Linked DNA regions of Mus musculus: region 1 is linked to region 2. Evidence: chromatin contacts called from public Hi-C data. All regions are on one chromosome and are shown on one strand. Each heading gives the region's core, a stretch centred on a gene start, on an enhancer-like site or on the middle of the called end of the contact. The rest is flanking DNA. Distances are from core to core; before and after follow the strand shown.

Region 1 (6,421 bases), core at 2,182-4,681, 130 kb after region 2:
AGGCTCTCCCTAGCCAAGTTCTCCAAGCCAAACAGGTGTTTTCTTTTATGTTAGAACTTGATTTGTTTTTTAATTTTTACTGATAGTAAAAAGCATCATCAGCCAAGGAGGGAAGCAAGAATGTCTTACTCTCATATTACTGCAGGAAAAGGAGTCTGAAAGAACTACCAACTCAAATAGTTATTTGACTCTAGACTACAACTTCTAAATAGAACAAAAGGACCAACATCTGTTAATGATCGAGCAAAGTTAATGTCTTTAAAATGTACTTCCTAGGTAGTGGAGCTATAAAACCTTCTATACCGCTCTCACTTACTTTGTTGTCTAAAGATTCAGAGAAAAATTAAAAGAAAAATCAGAGTGAAGACTCAAAAGAGAAACGAATTAAAAAATGGGAATTCAGATAAGGACCCTGCAGCCTTGCAGGCCACAGCAAGGGGCTTCTGCTAAAGACGCAGGCAACCAGAGATCAGAGACTTACAGAAAAATAAATTTCCATAAACCACTGTCTCACATAACACACAGAAGCTAGGGCTTCTGATACCAGAGCATCATAAAGATGAAGTGTCCCCTCCTGGCTCCCTGGCACAGTAGGAGGGTGGCTTCACAGGGAGACTTGCCTCCTGTAGGAGACACTCAGTGGGGAATTGCTCCTCAGGCATGAACAGGGTACCACAGGAAAGGCCACACAAGTCCCATACTGTGGAAATGCTACAATGGGAAGCTCTAGGGAGACTTCACAGTGACCAAAGAGAGACTAGAGCCTGAACTGAGGCTTTCTGGTTGTCCGATCAGTTCTAACCACTCTGCTAGTAATCCATTTTCAACCTAAGACTGGGTTATCTAAGTTTATGTTATGCACAGATAGCCTATCACAGCATGGCTATAGAAAGAGGATTCTAGAGTTTGGCCTTGAACTAACTATGAGAGGAAGGATGACCTTGAACAATCGATCCTCCAGCTTCTACCTCCTGAGCACAGGAATTGTAGACTTGCCCTGCTTTATGTGGTGTTGGGGAATCTAGTACTTTGTGCAGGGCAAGCAAGACCAGTACCAGCTGAACTACAGCCCCAGGCCTCAACATACTTTTTAAAAGTTTTTCAATTTTCACTGAGGAAAGTAAAAAAAGCAAACATGATACAACTTTAGAAATTTTTCTTAGATCTAACAGAGATGCTGGTATGTAACTAGACAGAATACTTCTTACTGATAATTTTACAACCTAGTTTTTTTTAAGACAGGCTCTCCAAAATCTGGTTTACACTTACAGCACATCTGAGCTTGAACTTGCCTTATTTCAAGGGCTCAAAAGAAGTGTTTTTCTTCAACAGCCAGGCCTAGAATTGCCTTCACACTTGTTGGCCTACTAAATCGAAGGCCAGATAAACTGTCCTTTAAGGTAGACAGGTTTGAGACCCCATGTTTACCGTCACCAATTCATCATCAACAAGTCAGGAAAGCCGAAAGGTCAACGTGGGGATTCCATTTCTACTAGAGAGCCAAAAAGGAGACCATGAGAGAGCTACTGGACCTCTTACCAGCAACAACACCCACCCCCCCCCCCCCCCCCCGCTTATCATATCATCTGCTCGGGGATTCACTTTCTAGCACACAGTAATCTGCTTTGGGATGATCTGAAGAAGGCAAGTACTTAGGAAAGAATGGGATGCAAAAACAGTATTTCAGGACCCTCAGCATACAGCATACAGGTCAGAATTCTCTGTGAGAGTACTCTTCTCTGATCACAGTTCCATAGAGGAGTAGAGGGAGGTTGGAGGAAGTCAGCCATTATGGTCCAGTAGAGAGAGAATGGTGGGGAGCATCAGCACAGAATGCTTAGGAACCAGTCCTTACAACCTGGGGGAAGATGCTAGTTTATGTGAATAGTGCATCCGATAAAAGGAGAGGAACGGAGGGTGTTTCATTTATCACCCCTTCAATTTGTGTTCCGCTTAACATGGTGAACTCTAGTTAATTAAGATGTTCCTATAAACAATTAAGCTTCCTGTAGGATCGTTAGCAAGATATAAAAATTTATGATGTAATAAAATGCAATAAAATGATAAAGTAGTGAGCCTATCAAAGTATTCACACGCAGAAGGAGAGGTGTGAAGATAAGCAAGGGCAGCTCTTCCTCAGTTTAATCTCTTTGGTTTTCAACACATAATGCACTGCTCTCTACTTCTCAAAAACCGGGAAGCTCTAGTGAGACTTCACAGTGGTCTGGGATAAAGTTGTCTGGAGTAACTTTGTCTCTGCTTCTGTTCAAATGAGGCCCACACAGCTGCCCTAGAGTTCTTGGACGAGGAGACTGCCCCTGAAGAGCTCTGGGCCTCACAGCCAAGATAAACCGGTACAAAACTCCACTCTGAAGCACACCCCCTTCCACACTGCACTTTGAAAGACTCTGTTTTTGTCTCTGAGATGGGGTCTCAAGTATTCCAGGCTGTGCTCAAACTCACCATGAAGCTGAGAATGACCATGAATGGCTGATTCTCCTGCCTCTACCTCCCAAGGGCTAAAACTCTTAGACAGTCTCATGACTGTTCATGTTTAGAATTACCGCATTGACTACATAGGATTTGAGCTAAAATGCTTATGCCAGAACATTAGGGTAACTCCCCACTCATTTTATCTTCCTTCAAGCCACTGTGATATTTAGGCGCATTCCTATTATTATTTGAATTTGCACATAAAAGAACCAGAACACAGGAAATACATTAGTCTGCCTACAGCTATCTTTTAACTAGTCAACTTTGATATATCTGTTATTTTGATTCAGTAATTAAAACAACTAACACTTCACCAGGCTTTTACTATGTACAAATCATATAGATATCTTCACAGAAAAAAAAAATGAGAAAAACTTAATTAAATAACCTGGAAATGGTTCCAACAGTCAGAGCTAGAACAAGCTGCAAGCTCCTTATTCAACAGCTGTCCCTTTAACTCTCTCTCTAGCATCCTCCCTTTAACTGATGTAGAGCTTTGTCACAGTCTGAGAAAGAGAGTTCTGAAAACGTCAGTTTCACCCAGGAAGCCCCTGACCAGTAAATCAGCACTGACAGTACTTAGGACACAAGATCTTGCAACACTCATCCTGCATCACGTGACAACATATCTGAGAAGCTAGCAGGCAGATGGCCCAGGACTTTGAAAAGGAGGCACTGTTTGAACGATGCTAAAAGAAAATTGAAGGAGTTTAAAGCAACATGCAGAAGGTGGGTAGGCTGAGAAAGCAAGGGAACCCGCAGCTGAGGGATGCGATGAGAGAGCAGCCAGAGCCATTAATCAAGCACAGGCCTTTACATCAGGATGTCCTCCCTTTATGGCTTATCAGCTCCAATCAGGGAGGAGAGGAGAGAGGCAGGAGAGGGCACTGTGCCCCCAGGTCAAGCAACAGTCTCCTGTGCCAGGCAGGAAATGGCTTTGTTTTCACTCAAGTGAAGCAAGTACAGAAATGTTCAAGGACTTTCCTCATGGAGACAGCAGAACAGAATGCCGGGACAGCAAAAGCTGGTTCCTCTAAGGAAAGGATCTGAGGCTAGGCACAGCCAGGTTCTGGAACACTGTAACAATCTAGAAGCATTTTCTTAAATGGCCAACCTTCCACCTTTGGTCAGACTATCATCACTGCACTATGCTAAGAAGCACCCAGCCTAGTAGTGTGCTGTTACAGTTCACCAAGTCCTAAACACCTGCTAAAAATGTTCTTCCAAAGTACAATTGCTGACAGACCTTCTCCATGTCAGTTAGAGTAAGGCCAGAGCTGTGCTGTGGGTGAATATGTGAGAACATTATCTTCCTGTAACAAAGGAAAGTCCGGTTTTCTTCTCAGTGTGCTATGTATCCTGGGAAGTCTATACATGATTCCAGACAGTGCTGTCAAGTCTCTCAGAATGAACAGGAGAGCACAGACACTTCAGACATTTTATTGCTGAGGATGGGAGACTTTCCAATGTGAAGAAGAAAACTGGCTGAGGAAGATGAGCCACAGCTACGGAGACACAAGATAGGTAGGGGCTGATGGCAAACTCCTTTCATAGATATTTACATAAATTGTAAGCTTAACACAGACTGAGACAAATAATAAAGACATTTGACCTCTCATATGGAAGTATTGACTTTGATCTGTCCTGTTCAAGTCTTTATAAGGCACCATGTCTACAATAAACTTGTGGAATTTGTAAACAGAATTCCAAGAGCGCCTGATTCAAAATGTAAGACAAACATAACCAAGAGTTTTGATTATAGAATGCCTTGGATCCTAGGTTAAAATTTCATTTTACATACTGAGTCTTAATAGAAACTTAATTGACATTTATGAGTTTAGTAAATAAAAACAGGAAATCCAGCAACATCTATGTGATGTACACTTACATTAAAAAAAACTACAACTTTTTTTTGGTGGATATTTTATACTTTCCATTTAAGTAAGGGCCTCTAGTCTACGAAGACCTATTAAGTAAAAGGGGAGAATGCAAACTTAATGAGACTGAGAACAAAAATCACTTTCTGCTGATTATACAAGATTTAGAAGTAGGGCTGGAGAGGTGGATCAGCAGGTAACTACACACACTACTCTTGCAGAGGACCCAAGTTTCATTCCCAGCTCCCACGTAGGAAGGCTCATAACTGCCTGTAATTCCAACTTGGGGAGATCCAGTGTCCTGTTTTGGCTTCCACAAGCACCGGAACTCATAGTCTTCCACTCCAACTGCAATAGTGTGTGTGTGTGTGTGTGTGTGTGTGTGTGAGATGTATGCACACACATATTCTTTTAAAATTAAATCTTTACAAGAAATGCTGTAAACAGTGACCTATATAAGCAATAAGGCTCGCAGCATAGTAAATCATAAAGTAGGATGGTAAATGACTCTAACTTAACTCTACTGTCCTTGCATTTCATGTGTCACAGGATCCAAAGTCCACGGGAAAATGCTTTATGTCGTATATATGTTTAATATGCTATTAAGTGATGGATAGTCCAGATGATGCAAACCTGTTTATTTTTACACTGAAAGAGCTAAGAGGTATAGATAAAACATGGGTATGGAAAAAAAATCAGGTTTGATGAAGCACTAAGTCAAGTAACAATGTGGGATTATATTTCCCTAAATAACTGCAAGCAAGGAAAGGAAATCACACTTATAGAACATACTGAAGAAAAGCTCCCAAAGCCCCAGCGTAACAGCAGTCTTTCTTACAGGGTGGCATCGGCCAAAGGAATGACACTCATCTTCCTGCAGATCACCTGGAAGCCAATGACAACTTTAGCATTCACTAGCTTGGTGGCAGGTACTTCCTTCCTTAAGGCTAAAGCAGTCTATAAGGAAAATAACTGTCCTCCCACGTCCTGCTGTGAAGGTCAGTAAGCTGAGTGTTATACGGATCGAGTCTCCTGTTCCATCCAAATGTCCCTCTAACACATCTATCAAGCTCAGGAACACAGAACTGATTCAGCTTTGGGAAAGTTAAAATGGAGACAGTTTTAACAACTAAGCTTCATCAGAACATGAAATTACTACTAGTTCCACAAAGGGAAAAACAAATAAGTTACATTTCTAACACTGGCCTACATATCATAAGCTATGAAACAGATGGATATACCACTGCAAGAAAACGATTTCTCAATAGTCTTGACTTCTAATGAAATATTTCCTTAAAAAAAATTAGAATTTAGCTTATATTTTTACTTGCATAACTTTACCCTCTCATTTAAAAAGTTTAAAAATCAAGTCTTCATCTGGACTATGGACACAAAAATTAATTTACAAATAATAATAATAAAATAAATGCCCTGCCTCTTTCACAAAGGCAACATCTCCTGGTGGCAACAGGTCTCCGGACAGCCTTCAGAGAGGGAACAGGTGAACATGGACCCCCATCCTAGCCACCCACCTTCACTCAGCACTGTGTAGTCTAATACTCTGGTAATACTGGCTATTTTTTAAGATTATGCCAAATCTTTGACTGAAGACTCACATCTACAAGTAGTTGAATTAAAACATGTAGTGTCAGAAGAAAGAATCAAACCATAAACTGAATTTCTAGCAACAAAAATGTCTCTCAGGAGACAGGCCCCACTAGTGGTCACTTCTTGGATCTTATCTACACTCTTGCACCAGCAGGGCTGGCCTTGTAGGAGAAGCCAACTCCAAACCTCACTGAGATCATCTTAGGCAAATGGAGGAAAGGTAAACACAGAGAATACACTAGCTAGGGAGACAGGAGGAAAGTGGATTGGGTAGAAGGACACTAAATTCTTTTATAAAGACTCTGAACAGAACAAGAGAGGACTGGAAGCCCTGAGCTCATCAACTAACTTATTACATACATCAGGTGGCTATCCCATGCCAAAATAACAAGTTTTGTTTTTACAAATTTAAATTCAACAATCTTTGCATTTGATTGGCAAAA
Region 2 (6,304 bases), core at 3,732-6,231:
AGGGTTGGGAGAATCAAAGGGACAGGGAAACAGAAACAGTTACTACTAATTCCTCAGCTTTTACCGTAAACATTTGGCATTTAACAGACATTGTGTGTGACAGCTTCTTCTGCCCTGCAAATGCTTTTGGACTTTCCTCAAGGTGGGATAAATGAAGAAGCAAGCCGAACCATGGCTTCCTCAGAAGGAGACAAAGATAAAGCTTTAGGAACACCTAGCTTATCGCTAATAGTCTACTGCTAAAAAATTCTGAAAAACAGAAAATATCCGGAACCCCCAAATGAATGATCCTTAATTTTGGAAAAAAAAAACAAAACAAATAAATACTGTGAGGTACAATAAGTCACACAGGAATAATAACAGAAACATATCGACAGCTTCCTTTGGCAAATGTAACGGAAGTGAATGCTGATGTGAACACAGAAAAAAATTTTACAAAACATGAAAAATGGAAATGATATGAAAAACTGAAACAAAGGGTGTTTCTAAGTTTTACACGGATGGGAGAAATGTTTGAGGCCATGAAATGAAGAAAAAAAAATACATTCTCTTTCTATTATGTAGGTTGACACAATATTAGTGTTTACTCCCCACTTCCCCACCCCCCCACCCAAAGGAAAAAAAAAAGACAATAAAACAAACGCAGTCCACAAGCACACCCCAGCAGTTCTGGCTACCTATGAGGTTGAGTAAATATCCTCACTTAGTCAGTATGCTGTGGTAGCTGAGGCTGCTGATGTGGTTAACCAGCTCAGGCAACATGTGTAAACATCAGAAACAAAACAAAACAAGAAGGTTCAGAGCAGTGTCCCCCACCCACCCTTGTCCTCACTCTCCACTGCTTGGTTTCAGGCTTGCTCTCATTTCTCTCTGACAAATTTGCATGGGGAAAAACACAAAACACTACTACGCAGGGAGACCCTGTCTTCTGCCCCTGGAGAAGGGGGCTGCTCAGCTCAAGGTCAGCACAGGCATTCAGAGCTTCCATGAAGAACTGCTGGGAACTTTGATTTCCTCTATTAAGCAGGCCTGACTGGCAGTGCTACTGTGACAAACAAGAGACCAATCAGCTCGGACTTTCTTTCTTTTCAAAGGATAAGGGTTGGGGCCTTGGAAGTGAGTCCAGTCTCCTACTGTAGGCAGCTTTGTTCCTTTAGTGAGCAATCTGGGCTACTGTGCCCGAAATATTATCCTGCCTCTACCAAAGGAACACCTTGGCTTTTTCACACCGCGGTATTTTGTTTTCTGGGACTTAACGTGTATAGAGGAAGGATGTAATGTTGATTCTAATAACATTCGGCACTCAAAAGGATCACCGTGTGTGCGTGTGCGTGTGTGTGTTTAAGCGGTTTTCTGGTGGCCAAAGAATTGGCATGTGGTTATGTTGAGTGACTAATTGTATTTTCTTTTCTGAAAACTTGTGCAAAGTTGGCAGTTTTGTGTTAACACTAATACTCTTTTTGTTGGGCATTTGTGCCCTTTACTGACCAGACCATTTTCATACAGTGGGTTGTTTTTTAAAAGAAAGATGCTCCTTGAAGTATGGCGGTAGTTTCTGGGTAAAAGGAAGCCTGGGTATTACACATCCCCTTTAGCGTACGAACAAAGTGCATGATGGGATTTACGTACTGGTACAGGACATTTTTAAGAAATCAGACCTGTGCTGTGAAGCATGCCAGCACAGCTTTACCACTACATCTAACAGGTTAGGAAAAACAAGACCATGTTTTGTTTTTTGTTTTTTTGTTGTTTTTTTTTTTAAAGAAAATGTGCATTAATGCTAACAAAAATGAATAGAACTAGCCAGCAAACTATTTATTTCCTGCATATCTAACAGCTGGATGTAACTGCCAAAATTAAAGGAGAGTTAAAGAACCATCAATACAATTGCTTTACATCATTGGCCTCTCAAGGCTAAATATTTACAGGTGAATCTGCCATGCTTTAACTAAAGACTCTCTCAAAACCCTAAAGTTCACAAAAGACAACTGTAAGAAGTTCCTTTTTGTTTCTTTTCTCTTTTTTCCCCTTTTATTTATTTATTGTTTTTGCAGGCAACAGTCATAGGTACAACAAAATGTCTCTTTGGAGAAGACCAAGAATTATCCTATCAAAATTGGGGTTAGTTGCACACTTTGTGTGTTATGTTGTGTTTGTGTGTGTGTGTGTGTGTGTGTGTGTGTGCTGAAAAGGGCACTCTTGTTTTTACCCCAAGTAAAAGATCCACCCTCTCCCAAAACTATAAAGGAAAAAGAAAAAAATTTCAAAAGCACCTAGTATTTATCATTTTTATCTAAAGAAAAGAAAGTATGTGTGTGCACAAGTGTAGACACAGAGGCACACATATGTACACACACATATGTGCCCCACTGCGGAAGCACACACTGGCTATGGCAGTTCAAACATGTAGGCCATCTGGTGAGAGCTGGCATTTGGAGTGTCCGTTCTGGGACTAATCTATTGAAGTGAAGGGAATGTTTTTGTGAAGATTGGGGTTCTGGCTGTGCCTGTTTCGGCTTCGCACAGAGGAGAACATCATGTTACAGCCGGGGACTTTGCACTTATGCATCTCTCGCAAATGCACAGTTTTGTAGTGGACCCGCAGGGTCCCCTTGTTGCTGTACATTTTGTGGCAAATGTTGCACATGATCCCACCATTGCTCCCAGACAAACTGCTGAACATAAGAGATCCTGAAACTTCAGCCCCGAGGCTGCCGGGGAGGGTGGGGGCCTCGGCCTTGTGAGTGGATTCCCCACTGTCACTCGCGCCATCGATGTCGTCGAGAAGAATCCCCTCATCGCTGCCTGCATCGGACTCTCTGGAGGAATGGACACTGCTGCTGGACTGGAGGCTGGAGGTGGTACTCAGGTCAAGGACCATGTAGTCCTCTGCCATGCCTCTCCCGTACCCATTCAGGTGGGAGTCTTCAGTCCCTGCGGGAGAGGAGGCATCTTCCCTGCCATCGAGCCCCAGAGGGTGCTGGGCACCATAGATCTTCATCAAAAATTCATCCCGGAGGTCCTTGCTAAGGGAGGGCTGCGATGAGTCCAGGCTCATGTCATCCAGTTCTTTGGTCAACAGTTTACGATGCAGGTTTATATTGGCACTGTGTCTAGGAAAACAAGAGGGGAGGGGGGAGGCGCACAGGGAGTGGGGAGGGGGGAGAAAAAGGAGGGCATTTTAAAATTGATTCAACTTTCATTAAGCACCAAATAAGCACATTCATTCCTAATTACACCATCAGAAAAGCAAGCATTCCCCTCCATCCTCAGGATCTGGGAGTGAGTGCAGGTGGGAGGAGCGAAAGGGGGACTTTCCATTAACGTAGTAATTTTTATGAATAAGTTCTTCGAGAGAGAGCGCAGGATGAAGGCAAACCCCGGCACTCTTTTCTCAATGGCTGTTCCTGTTAGTGTGTCAGCCACAGAGGACCTCGCAGCAGACAGCTTATACATTAAATAAGAGCAGGAGAATAAACATGAAACAGGGTAAAAGAATGGAAATTCTCTCCTCGTCTCAATGGAACAGTCTAAATGTACTTAAAATCGGAAAAGAACAGCAAATAAACTGTTCCTGGTGCAGCAAATACTGTGTAAAAAGATGAGCATTTTCAAAACGTAAATGGTGTACGTAATTTAGGTTTAACTTTAAAAAAAAATTTTCCTCCTCACTCTCCTGTATTTCATGTTTATAGTTAAAAAAAAAAGTCTTAGCAAATTAGTGACTTCAAATAGTTAAGAGATCCTTTCTTGAACCTATCTGGAATTCCAGTCAAATCTAATAGTAAAATACATTTATTTTTTCAAAAGTTACTACATTTTATAGTATTGAACTGTCTTCATAAAATAATGCTATTTCAAGGTTTAATTCTTTAAAGCATAAGCTGCTATTTTCTAAAATATCCGGCCCCTACCTCCCCCCATAAAAAATCCAAAAGGATAAAATTAATGCACAGTAAATTAAAAAAATTCAAACACAATGACATATATTCCCTTTATTTGACAAATAGAACCCTTGCTTTGACAAGCAAAACCTCACCGAAAGCTTTGCTTGTGTTTAAAAGGGTGAGATTCATTCCCAGAGCATCTATAGGGATCTCACTTGAAAAGTCCATGTCACTGTTTATCTGAAAACATTGCCTTGTATTTACATCCCCCGTTGACTTTTAAAGCGCCCTTGGGCATATACCTCTCTCCACCTGCAAATGCTCAGATATTTGCCAAGTCCCTAAATTGAAAGCTACCCTCCAAAAAATAAAGTGATATAGAAACAGGAAATAAAACTTGCCAGCGTCAGAAGCTGGCATCTTAGAGAAGTTAATTGTGATAGTAGAAATGACCTAAACGGCCAGCATTAACTTCATGAGACCTCCTACTTATAATGAAAAGCCACTTCAATTGGCACCAAGTATAGCTAACATTTCCTAGAGATGTGTGAGAGGTATGTGCCTCCAGGACCAGAAAGGAGGGAGAGGTGTCCCACCTTTCCACATGAGACAATCAGCACTCTGGGTGGAGGGGGCAGAGGGGGGCAGCCCTCTCCACGCTGCACTTGGGAAGGCTGAGCTTACCTTGTGACAATAAGATCAGCTTTCTAATCTTTTGCTAAATCGATCACAAAAGAAAGCAAGAATGAGAGACAGAGAGAGAGAGAGAGAAAGAGAGAGAGAGAGAGGGAGAAAGAGAGAGAGAAAACAAATTCACATTCTAGGCATCCGGTTTTAAAAAACTTAAACAATAAAATAGGGATTTAAATTGTCTGATCTCAAAATTATTTTCTGTCATAAGTGATCATCTGTATGTTGTCTTGATTTTCAGATCACCTGAATATTCCAAAAACCATAAATCAAATGAGCTAAAACCGAATTTACAGCATCAGCATCATCCATAAATGAGTTCCAAACAGATGCATGCAGTGTGCGGATGTATGAATGTAGATAAACAGATGTTGTCACCACAGTCCTGTTCTGACATTCACCCTCTCTTCCCCTAACACCCCCCTGCCACTTGTCCCTGGTGTCAGGTGACTCAAGTGTACACTGCTAAGCAGAGTGCAGAAAGTGCCTACCATGAAGTTCTTAGAATGTCATGCGGGGGAGACACATACCACCAGGGCTTAACAAGAAGGAACGTGGAGATAGTTAAAATGTGTATCGCTCCTCTATTGATAAAACAGTCTGCCAACTGTAAGCAGCTCATGAAACCCTATCGTCACTCATTACTTTTAACACCCACCCTTTCCGAGTTTCATAAGCACACATCTGACTGCAGTCTAGACCTCTGTGCTGTTGCTCACACATCCGCAGTCACTGCACTTCCTAGGTTCGCTGCTGAGAAAACAGCAGCCAGACACACAAAAGTTGCATCAAGACAGACTGAATAGGAAAGAATAAATTAACATTGACAAGAGGGTATGCTGATCACCCAGAGGGACACCTCTGCCATAAGATGACTTGTGAATTTACACATCTCCACTGATATGTTACCAGGAAGAGATTTTTCTCTTCATTTCTCACATGCAGCACAAGAGGACTGTAATCTAATTAGATGATGTACCAGCCCTCAATATCTGTCAACCAAACGATGTGCAGAAATGTGGAGACCAGCTCTGGCACTCGGTGCAACAGTGTCCCTTTTCCGCTGTCAGCAGTACTGTTGGCCTCTGCTAATATAATTACATTGACTTTTATTCAATTAAGTGCCATCTCTCGCTTACAAAAAAAAAGCTACTTTATCAATTGATTCAGGTGTAATGTAATAATAAAGATGAACTCATGGCAGTGCATTAACTTTGCTGTTCATAACTTCAGTGCATGGGTTCATTCACAGCAGTCGATTTCCATTATGCAACCACAGTTCAAGAGAATTGATTCTTTTATGTTCACTTCTTAATCTATTTCATTTTTGTTTAATAATCTTCCCAAATGCCATATGCAAAACACATGGATGGGGTGAGGAGAATGGGCTGGGGGAAGCCTGCTGGTTTAGCCCCATGCCTTGGACTTGGGAGTCTTTGCCATGCTATTGCTGGGGTTGGAAGAAGAGCAGGAAAGTGGGCTGACCAAGGTTCCTAGCAGGAACTGGTCCTGTTCCTCAGGTTAGCGTTCTCACTCTACCAAATGGACCGCTTGGCTTTAACAAAGACCTATTGTCAGACCCTCTAATCGGTCAGTTCAAACCACTGACTGTCATAAAAAATACCGTCCTCGTGAGATTCAAAGACCCGGGGTTAATAGCCATTTGAAGAATATTACAAGTTTAATTGGATCAGCAAAACTGAAGAGGTAAAAAGAAGGAAGACAGA

Evidence for each region. A called contact is a pair of places that touch in the nucleus more often than the background predicts.
Region 1: a contact with region 2 is called in a Hi-C map of the N1E-115 cell line, with 7 times the contacts expected there. The contact joins two enhancer-like sites. A contact is called at or near these places in 1 of 15 datasets of contacts at CTCF or cohesin (the NIH/3T3 cell line), 5 of 484 Hi-C or Micro-C datasets (the N1E-115 cell line and uterus) and 1 of 9 other capture datasets (adipose tissue).

What each region holds. Positions count from the first base shown.
Region 1 is chr4:84,404,325-84,410,745 of GRCm38.p6, forward strand. The region is part of intron 4 of Bnc2 (basonuclin 2); the gene reads right to left. Among named protein-coding and RNA genes, the nearest start is that of Gm33597, 190 kb to the left of the region's middle. Within about 2 kb of position 3,432, at least 31 of the 459 cell types and tissues checked have an H3K27ac peak or open chromatin away from gene starts, as enhancers often do. A contact at or near this core is called in the N1E-115 cell line, where this site is marked.
Region 2 is chr4:84,273,335-84,279,638 of GRCm38.p6, forward strand. It overlaps Bnc2 (basonuclin 2), which reads right to left. Exons shown (of 7, transcript NM_001369083.1): 7 at 1-3,113. The coding sequence ends at 2,453. Among named protein-coding and RNA genes, the nearest start is that of Gm33597, 56 kb to the left of the region's middle. Within about 2 kb of position 4,982, at least 4 of the 459 cell types and tissues checked have an H3K27ac peak or open chromatin away from gene starts, as enhancers often do. A contact at or near this core is called in the N1E-115 cell line, where this site is marked.